Regions from separate parts of the Capra hircus genome. Here region 1 is linked to region 2. The links are chromatin contacts, called in public Hi-C maps. All regions are on one chromosome and are shown on one strand. Each heading gives the region's core, a stretch centred on a gene start, on an enhancer-like site or on the middle of the called end of the contact. The rest is flanking DNA. Distances are from core to core; before and after follow the strand shown.

Region 1 (3,296 bases), core at 37-2,536, 170 kb before region 2:
TTCATTGCCTCTGGGCCTTTTTGCATGCTTTACCAACCCCCTCACTACGTGCAAATTCCTAGCCTCAGCTATTTCCTTCTAGAAGTCTTCTCTGACTAGGCAGGGTTCAAGCCCCTCCAATGCGCTCTGTGATCAGACCACACATATGGAAAACTGGCTGCCTATCTGGCCTGTTGGACCCAGGATCCCTGAGGGCACAGAGTTTTAGGCAGTGTTTGTTGAAAAAATACAACAAATTCCGCTTGCAGCTGAAACTCTACTCCCATATCTCTGGACCTTCTCGGCTTTTGGCTCCCCATCATACACAGGCCACTGAATTTCCTTCCATGCTAGGTGATCTTGGGCAAACCCCTGCCCCTCCCTGAGGCCCCAGCCTGTTAGCCTACTCTGCCCTGCTCTAAGCCTGAAACTTCCTGGAAGGAGAGGATGCCCCTAAACTTCTCCACCCCAGGTTGTGCGGCAGCTAGGCTGCTCCTGGAGCCAAGACTCAGCCTTCAGGGAGACTTCCACATCTCATCATCAGGAGAAACTTTCAGGAAGAGTGTGGACATAGCAATCTCTTATTCCCCAGTAGGGGCTCTACTCAGGCTAAGACCCACTCCTGTAGGGAACCCCAAAGAACCCATAAACCCCATACTTACAAAGATGAGCATGTTGAAGAGGATCATCATGACCTTAATGAAGCTGAAGCACCCCATGGTGGCTCCTGGGAGGCAGACATGTGGGAATTAGGATCTCGCTCCCTGCCCGCCTCCCCCAGCCTGGACTGACATACCAGACTCCAGCATCCTGGACTCACATATTTACCGAGCTTCTGCCTCTGGACTCTGATGTCTCTGGACTCTGACACCTCAGGATTTTCCCCAGTTCCCATCCTGATACCCCTAACTTTCTGTACTGCCCAGGACCTCTACTAACACCTGACACTTTGAAATTCTAACATCCCACATGTGTCCATCCCACACGCACCCCAAGCCTGATTCCCCCACTTCAGGGTCACTCCATGTCGTTACCTGGCTCCAGCTTACCCTGGACTTTCCACTCCCACCACCCCAGACCAATCCTAGACTCTTCCAGGACCCTCCCCATGGCCCTTCCAGCTCCCCAAACCTGTTTCCAGATTGCTCTCTCTTCGCAGGAGAGTCTATCCTATGCCATCACCTGGTCAGGGGTCCTGGTAGTAAGTTCTGTAAGAGGGATCCGCTGAGGCTCCAGAGAGGACCACAGCTCCAGGGGAACTGCCACTGAGTGGGCAGGCGGGAGACGGCGCTGGCTCTCCCGGCACTGTTCACCTGTGGGCGGGGCAGGAGCTTTAAAGGCTCCTTCTGCCCGCCCCCCGCCCCCGGCTGGCCTGCCCCTGCTGCCCCCTGCTGCTTGCCGCTTCCTCCCCGCAGCCCCGGCAGCCTCTGGCCTCCGCCTGGCAACGCCAAGCACAACAACGCCCCTCCTGATCTGAGTAAGACAGCTGTCTGGGGCTGAGGCGAGCAGCCCCCTAGAACCGTGTACCTTCCACAGCAAGGCACAGCTGCTTCCTAACCTGCACCTGCCGAGTCGGCCGGACACATCCTACATGCTCGCAGGTACACACGCCTGCCCAAGCTGTATACTCACACCCACACACGCAATGCACACTTGCATAGGCACACACACCTGTGAACTCCGTGTGGGCTGGCTCCTAGCGACAGTCCGCAGAGCAACATCTGAGATACATCCTGAAACTCTCTCTCTCTCTCTCACACACACACACACACACACACACACACACACCCCACACACTCAGGCAGGCATGCCCACACATGCTTTCAAGGAAGTGACCAGGCTTGGCATTTTCTTCCCCTCCTCTGAGTGGCAAACAAACGACTCTTCCTCTTTCTCCCTCCACGAAACTTCAACCCATCTTTTCTCTCTCTGCGTCTTTCCTCCCTCCCCACACTTTTTCTCTCCTCTGTCCTCTCAGCATTCTGTATACACCCCTTCCATTCCTACCAGCAGAGGGCACCATGGTCCCACAAAAGCGCTGCCCTCCCCTGAAAGCTCTGCAGCTCTGTTATCCCCATCTTCACGAGTCCTTTCCCGGCTGCTGATGTTGAGCTGCTGGGAAAGCTTTGGCTTTTAAGTCACTCAAGCCAAGTGCTCCAATCCTGGTTCTGTTGCTTATTAGCTGTGTGACCCTGGGGGCATTTCTTAGACTTGGGTTTGAGCCTCTATTTCCTGGTCTGTATAACAGGATAGTTACAGGGTTTTAAGATGAGATTAAAAATGAGATTTTTCTTCCCATTCTGGGACATAAGCGAATGACCACAGAGTGAAAAGTTCAGAACAAAGAGAGTCACAGCCAGAGGGGGTGTGGGGTGGAAGATTTTTAATTTGTTTTTATAATGGGAGGAGGCAGCTGAAGAGACAGGAAAGAGAGGAAGGCTGTTAACGTGAATATTTGTACAGATCATGTTTTCAATGTGTAACTTATATCGTAGGTTTTTTTTTCACCTTTCACAATAATCCTATAAGAGTCTGTTTTCATCTGCTTTTTCAGTAGGGGGAAAGAGAGATACAGAAAGTTAAGTGCACATTTCTGAATGAATGAATGAATGAATGAATGAATCCAGAATGTGCTGTGTGCTCAGTTGCTCAGTCGTGTCCAATTGTGACCCCACGGGTTGTAGCCCACCGGGCTCCTCTGTCCTTGGGATTCTCCAGGCAAGAATACTGGAGTGGGTTACCATTTCCTCCTCCAGGGGATCTTCCCAACCCAGGGATTGAACCCAGTGTCTCCTGCAATGACAGATGGATTCTTTACCGCTGAGCCACTTGGGAAGCCTTGACTGCAGAATAGCAGGAGTTAAATGTCTGGGCTTTGGACCTTGGCCATTCCAGATCTGAATCCTTGCCTGCCTCTAGTTGTGTGACTTCACTCAACTAAGCCTCGGTTTCCTTGTACAGTCGATTTTCATCATTCATGGATTTCACATCTGTGAATTTACCTGCTCGCAAAATGATCTGTAAGTCCAGAGCACACTCATGGCACTTTAGTGGTCATCCATGTCTGTATGTAGAGCAGCAAAAAAATTCAAGTTGTGTAACATGCTTGTTCTCTGATGAGGTTGAACAAGGGGATGCTCTGCTTTCTTGTTTCGGCTCTCATAATATAAACAAGTGTTCTTTTTGTGGCCTACTTATTGTCTGTCACTTTTTTGCACTTCTGTGCTTTTCGTTGGTGATTTTGCTATTAAATACCCTGCTCCAGCATAATACTGAAGTGCTCTCTAGTGTTCCTAAGTACAAGAAGACTGTCATGT
Region 2 (3,651 bases), core at 925-3,424:
GGGCTTTCCAGCAGCCTTCAGCGGGGATGGGGTCTGTGGGGCCAGCCTTCCCCAGGTTGGGGGCTGAGGACGAGGAGCTGGAACCCTCTTCAAAAGCCTGTAGGATCCCAAGCTTCTTCTGGGAGATACCAGGGCTTTCCATTCTGGGAGATCCCAGTGTGACCCCTGTCAGTAGGCCTGGGACCGCTGGGCCCTGGCCCCTGGGATCCAGGGGCAAGAAGGCGTCCTCTTCCTCACCCTCTCCTGCTCCTCTGAGGGGTGGATCCTGGCCCCTTTCTCGGTGGGGTACCAAGCTTGGCTCCTGAACACCTTGGCTGTTCTCAGGCCCCTCATCAGTGTCATCTTCCGAAGAGTCAACCTCCCGGATGGCTTCCTGCTTCTGCAGCGACTCTCGCCGTTCAGCCCGGTCCTGGCGGAGGGTCCCTAGGGCCCGTGAGGGAGCAGCCTGCAACACCCCTTTTCCTGGCAGCGCCCCCTTTCCAGACAGCACACTCCTGGGCCCAACTACCTCCAGAGGGCTGACTTCCCTAGGGGGCAATTCCTTCTTTAGCTCGGGGTGGGGCAGGTCAAGGCTCTGTTTTCGAGAAGTGGCGAGCTTCTTCTCAGAAGCAGCCAGTGCAGCCGCCAGTTTTTCAGCCGACTGCACCCTCTTAAGTAGTGGTGAGCGGGGTGGCTCTGCGCTCTTGGGCCGTGAGAGTTGCCGGCCTAGGGGAGGCGACAAGTGGAGCTTGGCGGGGAAGGCCTGGGCCCCATGGCCAGAGAGAGGTGATGGGGAACGCTGAGGTGAAGCTGCTGGCGGTGGTGAAGGGGTGTGGGCCAGTGGTGACAGCGGGATGCTGCCTGCCGACTTGCGCCGTGGAGAGCGGTACTGGCGTTGGAGCTTGGGCGCCAGACCGTGGAGGGAGCTCGGCCGTGTGTGCCCAGAGCCAGCGGGAGAACTGGGCACGCTGGAGCTGGGGGAGCTGCTCTGTGATGAATTCCCCCCAACTTTGCACAGACAGACACACACACAGAGGTAGAGGAGTTAGCTCTTAGAAGTGACTGAGGGGAAAAACAGGGCTTAGCCCTGGAATGTCCCAGATCATCAAGGTGACCCCACCAGGGAACCAGAGCTCGGGCTACAGACATGAGGTCATCCCTCGCCTGTCACCTCCTCCCCAGGACTTTTGGATCTGCTGGGGGTGGGCTGAGCAAGAGCCTTGGAGAGGGATGGGTGAGATGCACAGAGGGCCCTGGACTCTGCCACCTCCAAGGGGCTGCTCTGCGACTTGCAGGGAACTCTCCATACCTGAGTGCACGGCTTCAGGGGTCACCCGGTAGCCCTGCGTGGGAGAGCGGGGAGAAAGGCTGTGGCTGTGTGTGGGCGAGCCTGGCCCACTCTCGCCAGATGACAGGGAGCGGTTAAGGGAAGAAAGGCTGCGGCTGGTGTGGAGCAGGGATGCCTGCTTGGTGATCTTCCGGAACAGGGAGCTCCTTTTTCTGCTGCAGAGATGAGGTCAGAGGTGGTCTGAGTTCTGACCGGGGCACAGCACACACTGGGCCCGGGGCTGGGGTGCCCGGCGCACACCGGCCCTGGCGTGGCTCAGAGTGGACCCCCGTGGCTGAGTCTGGCTCACCTTTCTTGTCCATCCTTGCCCCGGCTCCGCTTGCTCCTTCGGGCCATCTTGGCCTTGTAGCTGCCCTTCCGAGCAGGCCCCACCTTAATGGACGTGTTCTCCAGGGGAGTTGTTGAAATAGACACCTTGTTTCCACTCTGGGGAACAGAGCATGCGCCTAGACTAAGGCCGTGGCCATGTTCCTGCCCCGGTCCCTCGCACCTGGCACGGCTGTCCACAGCATGAGTTTCTGCCTCTGCAGCACCAGGTCTGAAACAGGGACCGCCTCCCCTCTTCACAGACCAGGAAACAGCTCCACTGGAGCCCGAGTGGCTCAGGGTTGGGAAGAGAGAGAAGAGGCTCACAGGCCTGTGTTCAATTCCACAGCTCGGCAGGATCCCCGCCTTGATCAAGGAGGGTGTCACCTTCCAGGGAAAACCCTCTGCTCCAGCCACACCCATGTGTATGGGCGCCTATCTTAAGTGCCAGCTGTGCGTGTGCCCCACTCCCCTACGGCCAGTCACAGACTCAAGGCTGGGGTCATGCAGGGGTTGCAGGTGGCACTCCCAGCACTGACCTTCAGGATCAGCTCCACCACCTCCGTGTGCACCAGCCCATGCACAGGCTCCCCGTTGACGTGCGTGATGAGGTCCCCCTGACGCAGCCCTGCCTCACTGGCTGGACCTCCATCCTCCACGTGCTGTGCCGGGGAGAGAACAGTCCTCAGTCTGGAGCCTGGGCATGAAGGGTGGGCCTACTTCTGCTCATCAAGCTGTGACCCCTCTCCGCCCCACCCTTTGACCCTGGAGGGTGGTGTGGGCAGGGACAGACAGGCCCTAGTAAGAGGAAGGAAGAGGAGTGATGAAGTTGGGGGACAACAGGTCTGGATGGCCCGACATACCCACACCATGTGGTGCACGGTGTAGACATCTGAGTCACCCATGTAGACACGGATGGCTCGTAGGGTGAAGCCATACTTCTTGCCGGCTCGGTGGATGACGATGGGGGGCCGTGAGCTGCTGAGGGCTGGCAGGAAGTCCCTGCTTGGAGAAGAGTCCCTGGATGATGGGTTGGATGACTGGGAATGTGGGGACATGGGGCTGGCCAGTGGAGAGCAGGAGTGGTGCTCTGGAGAAGGAGAAGCTGGGACTTAGCAGGTCCACGCTTGAGCCCAGCCCATCTGGGCTGTTGCCCCCACACAGCTCTAGTCACAGAGCCTGCCTCCAGGCCTGTTTTCCCCACAGCCTCCGAACAGCAAAGCCCCCTCATGTGCCCAGACCCTCACAGACCCAGGAGGTGATGGAAAATGGCAGCAAGCATTTACTAAGCGCTTACTTATATGTTCTAGGGACCATACAAGTACTTCATACTTGAATGTCACAATTATCCTATGAGCTACCATTATGGATATTCACATTTTTTGATGAGGAATTTGAAGCTCAAAGGGGTTAAGCAACTTCCTCAAGATCAAGGGCCCTTTAGAGATGGAGCCAGGATCTGAATGTAAGCTCTCTGGCTTGGAGCCTGCACTTGCCACAAAGTGCTATCTGCCTTCTGGTGCGCACACACACAACCCGAGACTGATCCTCAGTCCCTTAACAAACGGACAGCAGTGACACGCAGTCTTTCTGACACCTGCTCCTCAACACAACACACAGACACACCTGCTGGGGTCAGAGCCCTGGCCACAGGCCCATAGAGAGGCCAAGGCCCTTGCTATGAACCTTGGTCTTCACTCCCCGGGGGCCTCACCGGCAGGAATGAGAAGGGACAGGGCTGTGGCTGAGGCGGACTTGATCACTTTGTTGATGGGGCGAGCGGTGCGCTTTTCTATGGAGTCCCCAGAGAGCAGCCGCTGGCGGGCCCTGCGCACCGCCAGGTCGCTGATGGCCTTGGCTGTGGCTCCCTCCGCCAGCTGTGGGGTTCCGCGGCCTCCTCGGGTCTCCATGGCTGTGGACCAAGCGAGCAATGGGGTCCACTGTGCAGCTGAGCCTCCACTCCGGGCCCCCCGCAGCACCCCAGCCAGGCCCTCCACTCGCGGGGCCGCACCTGGGCT

Evidence for each region. Hi-C and Micro-C count contacts between places; a contact is called where the count stands out from the background.
Region 1: a contact with region 2 is called in a Hi-C map of blood, with 8 times the contacts expected there. The contact joins the promoter of TSPAN1 here to the enhancer-like site in region 2. A contact is called at or near these places in 3 of 5 Hi-C or Micro-C datasets (blood and liver).

The regions. Positions count from the first base shown.
Region 1 is chr3:20,854,959-20,858,254 of ARS1.2, reverse strand. It overlaps TSPAN1 (tetraspanin-1), which reads right to left and starts at 1,286. Exons shown (of 8, transcript XM_005678519.3): 1 at 1,162-1,286; 2 at 642-706. The coding sequence starts at 698.
Region 2 is chr3:20,687,619-20,691,269 of ARS1.2, reverse strand. It overlaps MAST2 (microtubule-associated serine/threonine-protein kinase 2), which reads right to left. Exons shown (of 29, transcript XM_018043683.1): 23 at 3,645-3,651; 24 at 3,348-3,545; 25 at 2,497-2,723; 26 at 2,173-2,295; 27 at 1,617-1,753; 28 at 1,289-1,482; 29 at 1-987. Among named protein-coding and RNA genes, the nearest start is that of TRNAC-ACA, 74 kb to the left of the region's middle. Within about 2 kb of position 2,174, at least 1 of the 5 cell types and tissues checked has an H3K27ac peak or open chromatin away from gene starts, as enhancers often do.